Regions from separate parts of the Pan troglodytes genome. Here region 2 is linked to region 1. Evidence: chromatin contacts called from public capture Hi-C data. All regions are on one chromosome and are shown on one strand. Each heading gives the region's core, a stretch centred on a gene start, on an enhancer-like site or on the middle of the called end of the contact. The rest is flanking DNA. Distances are from core to core; before and after follow the strand shown.

Evidence for each region. Capture Hi-C pulls out chosen DNA fragments and counts their contacts.
Region 2: a contact with region 1 is called in a capture Hi-C map of stem cell-derived neural stem cells, with 2.9 times the contacts expected there. The contact joins two enhancer-like sites. A contact is called at or near these places in 1 of 7 Hi-C or Micro-C datasets (stem cell-derived neural progenitor cells), 1 of 1 datasets of contacts at active chromatin or transcription factors (stem cell-derived excitatory neurons) and 1 of 1 other capture datasets (stem cell-derived neural stem cells).

Annotation. Positions count from the first base shown.
Region 1 is chr1:186,329,218-186,331,935 of NHGRI_mPanTro3-v2.0_pri, reverse strand. It overlaps RNF220 (ring finger protein 220), which reads left to right. Exons shown (of 15, transcript XM_016961307.3): 8 at 1-23. LOC104007758 (a long non-coding RNA gene) reads right to left here. Exons shown (of 2, transcript XR_682045.4): 2 at 1-318. Among named protein-coding and RNA genes, the nearest start is that of ARMH1, 37 kb to the right of the region's middle. Within about 2 kb of position 1,390, at least 3 of the 24 cell types and tissues checked have an H3K27ac peak or open chromatin away from gene starts, as enhancers often do. A contact at or near this core is called in stem cell-derived neural stem cells, where this site is marked.
Region 2 is chr1:186,745,265-186,747,982 of NHGRI_mPanTro3-v2.0_pri, reverse strand. ERI3 (ERI1 exoribonuclease family member 3) reads right to left here. Exons shown (of 8, transcript XM_024345228.2): 8 at 1,610-2,156. The coding sequence ends at 2,127. It overlaps DMAP1 (DNA methyltransferase 1 associated protein 1), which reads left to right. Exons shown (of 11, transcript NM_001246459.1): 9 at 322-394; 10 at 533-825; 11 at 1,075-1,189. The coding sequence ends at 1,134. Among named protein-coding and RNA genes, the nearest start is that of DMAP1, 7.5 kb to the left of the region's middle. Within about 2 kb of position 1,327, at least 5 of the 24 cell types and tissues checked have an H3K27ac peak or open chromatin away from gene starts, as enhancers often do. A contact at or near this core is called in stem cell-derived neural stem cells, where this site is marked.

The sequences.
Region 1 (2,718 bases), core at 141-2,640:
TCTCCTGGAAGGTGGCTTCCGAGGTACAAGCAGCTGACACATAGACAGTGGCACTCTGGTGCCAGGCCTCTGCTGGGTATCCATCTGCTGGGAGCCAAGAGGCCGAGGCTGGTGGCTGGTCATCCATCCGTTCCACCACGTGGGGACTGCTGCTGGTGGGGCTCCTTTGTGACCGTGCTGCCTGCCTGTGATGTGCATATTAAAATGGATGTATTTGGGTGGGGAAATGGAATTGTGAGGCTGCAAGCTAGGAGTGACGAAGGGGGGCTCTCAGCTTCGGGTGATGCATTGAAGGTGACAGCCAAGCCGCGTTAGCACCTGCATAAAATATTAAAGGGACGGTTATGCATTTATCACTCCATCCCTCTTAAGGCTGATAAATGAGAATCCAGCAACCTGCTGTACACCTCCAGCACTGGGGGCCCTGAGGGCTTCCAGGCAAACACATTGGATTTTCCTCCTCCTCCTCTTCAGCCCTATGTCAGGGAAATCAGTTACAGAGGAGAGTGAGTTATGGCAAAATTTGACCTCCCATGAGCTTCATTGGTGAATCTAATTTTAGCTCTGATCCCATCCCTTCTCCCTGGGCGCCCTCTGCCCTGAAGCAAGAGGGGCCTGGGCCCAGCTGCTCCCTCCTTCCCTTGGGCTCTCCCCAGTTGCTACAAAGGAGTGTGCAGGGCCCTGCCCATCTCCAGTGCCCTCCCAGCTCCTTGGAAGAGCAAGGCTTGACACCCCCCACCAGGTCAGACAGCAGAATTGGTTGGGTGCCCAGGGTTAGTGACTTGTTAAACTCCCCAGCCTTGGGCAGGGGAAAAGGGGAGCTGTCTGCCTCTTGGCCTCCAGCTCTTCTCTCTTTCTGTGCACAAGCACAGCTGGTACTGCAGCTTGTGGTCATTAAGTGAGCCAATCTGCTTCCCGTCTGCCTCTCTCTCTGGGCAACACTTTTGGGAATACTGCTGTGTATGGTCCCTGGGGAATCTCACAGCAGCTGGGAAGAAGTTCTCTGCCTCCGTGGGGCCGTGCTACCTGGGCAGATGCTGAGGAGTGGTCTCTGCAGGGCCGTCCAGTGCAGACTGGTTCCACGAAGGGGCTAAGAGCCCAGATGAGACATTATGCCTCTGGGCGTCTCTCACATTACCCAGGTGTTTGGGGGCAAGCCAAAACATAAATCAGGAAGGTTAGTCAGATCAAACAGTCTCCCTGAGCCGGAGCTGGAGAGTGTTAGTTTGCCATTTCACTCATCCCGTACTGGAGCCTTCGAGTATCTGAGGCCCTAGAAGAGTGAGCAGCAGGGCTGACGACTGTCCCATGAGTTGGACACATGGGTGTCGGATGGCAGCCACACAGGGTCAGTTTCAACGTGCTGCTCTGGTTAGCTCTGTTGGCAGCTGCAACTGCTCACATCCTCCATTGCTGTGGCAACTTCTTAGGTTCCTTGGCACAGACCTGGACCTGATGGCTTCTGGGCACCAGACAGGGCTTATGGAGGATAAAGCTGCAAAGGGCCTGCTGATTTGACAAGAGTATTTCCCCTGTGCCGGGATGCACTTGCAGAGCAGTGTGAGGGGCTCTTAGGCCCCGGGCGGGTATCCGTTTTCCCTGAGTGTTTACACTGTGAGGTTGTTCCTTTCAAGAATTCCTGAGGGGAGTTCAAAGGGGGCTTTTCTTTGAGCGATTTGGAGAGCGAGAATGAGAGTGAGACTTGAAGAGGGAACAGGGGCCGGAGGTGCCTTTATCTGCAGAGAATTGCTCCAGCTTTCCTGATAGAAGCTGCTGCCGCCTCTTAAACAGCTTAGTGCAGTCAAAAGACAGGCAGACTTGAAAGGCTGTTTTACAGCGAGATCAGCGGGGGCCACGAGGCAGAGAGCGGGGCGCAGTAGAGCGGAGGAGGCTGAGGCTCCTCAGTGGGGGGGCTATCAAAGGGAGGCCCTGGCTGATCCCTACTGCCTCTGCCCCCAAAACCCTGTCTGCAAAAGCTGGCCATCTGTCAGCCTACCCTCCCTGGCCAGGACTGATAGGCCCTAACTCTTGGGGGGTTGGGTGTGGCCTCGCCAGGCGGGCTGGTGTCAGTGCAGCGCATTGATCGCCCGCCGGGCGGGCCGGGCTGCAAGCCGGGCAGCGCGTGCTTAATGTGATTGAAAGGCAGTTAAAATGGCGGTGACCTTTTCAGGAGGAATTAGATTGCCTGCCAAGACCGGTTAGAGGGAGTGATAACGCCAGCTGAAGAAGCTGCCCAGCCGACTTCAGAGAGAAGGAGGCAGAGGCAGGATGAGCAGGCGAGTGGCGAGGCCCATTTAAACTGCGCTGTGCGTGCTGACAGAACAGAGATTGCTGTCGTTGTTAGATATGAAAGAAGTGAAGAATTGCAGATAAGTTCCTGTATCCGATCACCCCCATCCCTCCTCCCAGACTAGGGCCTCTTCTTCATCCTCAGCAAAGCTTCCCACCAGGCCCCTGGAGGTTGGTCTGATGGATCAGATCGGTTACCTCAAATGTAATCTGCTGTGGGAAGCAGTGAACGGGCAAGAGTTTCGGTGGAGACACTTGGCTGAGGGCAACAAGCCTTAGAGATGGGGACCTGTGGTTACTGAGGAGGAGCTCCAGATATCTCAGGCCTGGGAGTACTCGGATTGATATTTTAGGACAAAATTAAAAAGCAGACAGAGCAGGTGAGCACTGAGGTAGGTCCCACTGGAAACAGATTTTTGAAAAGACTAA
Region 2 (2,718 bases), core at 78-2,577, 420 kb before region 1:
TGAGTCACCTCCTTTAGCAAGTTTGGGTCCTGGGCTCTGCTCTGGGCTCCGTGTCCCAAACGCTGCAGGCAGGTGGGGATGGAGCAGTAGGAGAGATTGCTGCAGACAGAGGTGGCCTTGGCAGGATCTCAGTGATGTGGCCAGGCTAAGGTCACAGCAGCTTTCACTATATTCAGCTTCCTGGCTATTTCCTTTTCTGGCCCATAGTTAACCTCCATGTGTTACCGTCTCTCTTCCACCGTCTTTCCCTCTGCCTTTTGTCCCCTTCATCCTAAGCCTCTTGTGGCTGGGACAGGCTTAGCTTGCCAGCTTTCATTGCAGATGAAGCTGCCAAGCTCTGTGGGACAGAAGAAGATCAAGGCCCTGGAACAGATGCTGCTGGAGCTTGGTGTGGGTGAGTGTGGGGACTGGGCCCCATAGGGTGTACCCACCCGAGGCTGTGGATATAGGTTGGGCAGGGGGAGGGGAGTTCACATTGCTGGCCCTCTACCACACCTGGGCTCTGCCCGTGCTGCCTGCCGCCTGCCTGCAGAGCTGAGCCCGACACCTACGGAGGAGCTGGTGCACATGTTCAATGAGCTGCGAAGCGACCTGGTGCTGCTCTATGAGCTCAAGCAGGCCTGTGCCAACTGCGAGTATGAGCTGCAGATGCTGCGGCACCGTCATGAGGCACTGGCCCGGGCTGGTGTGCTAGGGGGCCCTGCCACACCAGCATCAGGCCCAGGCCCGGCCTCTGCTGAGCCGGCAGTGACTGAACCCGGACTTGGCCCTGACCCCAAGGACACCATCATTGATGTGGTGGGCGCACCCCTCACGCCCAATTCGGTAAGAGTCTGGACAGGCTGGGAGGCACGCCTGGGCCCTGCGAGTGAGCACATGCACATGGGTGTAGGGGCTCCTCTCCCTCTAGTGCCTGCAGCAGGAACGATCATCACTTCTGTGCGAGTCTGAGACTGAGGGTAGGAGTGGGTTGACCAGTGGGCGTCCTTGTCCCTGAGCTTGTGAAGCACATGCACTAAACCTGACTCAGGCCTTGGGGGGTCACTGACCTCAATGCCTTCTGTGTATCCTCAGAGAAAGCGACGGGAGTCGGCCTCCAGCTCATCTTCCGTGAAGAAAGCCAAGAAGCCGTGAGAGGCCCCACGGGGTGTGGGCGACGCTGTTATGTAAATAGAGCTGCTGAGTTGGACCAGGCTGCTTCCTTTTCCTTTCCTTCACTTCTGATGCCCCTAGTGGGAAGGGTGGGCAAGGAGGGGATTGTCACGGCCACTCCACAGGGTGGCAGATAGGTTTGCCTGTGTTCAGGCCCTTAGCAGCTCTCTGACCACTAACCACTACCAGTTTCACCCAAATTCCTGCACCTCAGAGCACCTGTGGTTTACACTCAAGATGGCTTTGCACACAGCTTGTACTGATAGTCGCCGTGCTTACACAGATGTGTGCATATTGAGGGAGGGTGTCACAGGTGCTGCAGTGACGGCCAGTCACACATGGATGGCTTTGTGCACAGAGGCAGTCTGGAGCATGCTCTACCTACCTTCACATCCTGACAGCGTTGGCGCAGCAGCAGCCTCACACACACAGATGGCTTTGCACACACACCCAGTGCCTCGTTTCCCCGACTTTATTCAGTGGCACGTTCACAGCGGGGATGGGGGTAGACACAAGGTGGGGCCTGATCTGTCCTGGAGCCCTGGGGGCACCACACACCATGCACTATGGATGGGAGGGGGCACAGGGGGGGCTTGGTGGCCCCACAGAAGCCTGTGTACCAGGGAGGAGGCGGTGAGTGCCTGGGTCCCCCTAGCCCAGGCCCGCAATGGGAGGGGCTGATACTGGGCTGAGATTGAGGGGTGGGGATGGGGGGCACAAAGTGTCTGCTCCAGAAGGGCCAAGTGGCCAAGCCCTTGCAAGGGCACAAGCCCACGCCAAGGGCATGAGCCCACAGGGCAGCTGGGGACACTCTGGACACAGAGCTATGCCACTCTCCCTCTTCCCCTCTGGTGAGGGAGAGGAGGATTCTGGGCTGGGCCAAACAGCTACCCTGTCCTGCCCCATCCTGTCCTCGGCCAATCAGAACGGCTTCGATGTCTGCTTGAAGATGAAGCCTCGATAGGCGAGTGTCTTCATGATGTTGGCAATGTTCTTGCAGTCGTCTAAAAAGGAGAGAAGACATTTAGATCAGCCCCAGATCCTTCCCCTCCATGCCCACAGGTGCTCTTACAAGGGTGGGGGTGGGAAGCAGGGTCAGATTCAGGAGCCACAGGCTTTAGAGAGGGTGGTCCCATCCCCTGGTGGCAGCATTCCTAGCTTCAGGTTGGTCTGGGTGATGCTGGGCCGGCAGGAAGCCTGGTCTCGATGCTTCTCAGTTCCATAATTCATGCTGGAAATTGGCCGGCATGTCCCGCCCCAGCCCCAGCGGTGATGTATGGGCGCCGTCGCAGTAAGAAAAAGGCAGAGTAAATGTGTAATTTTTCCCTTGACGGCCCCCGGCCGCTGGGCGATCCTTCTTGTTGCTGCCGCGTGGGGACGGCCCGTCCGCCACACTCTGTCTTCCCGCCACCCGCCTTGATGTCTCCATTTCATTACTGCGCGGCCATTCATCACACCCATGGCCAGGGTGACTTTGCCGGCACTTTCGTGTGTGTGGGAGATGTGACCCAGGCCATAATCACTAGTGACAAGGCACAAGGCTTGGCACTGCTGGGCCAGGGCCCT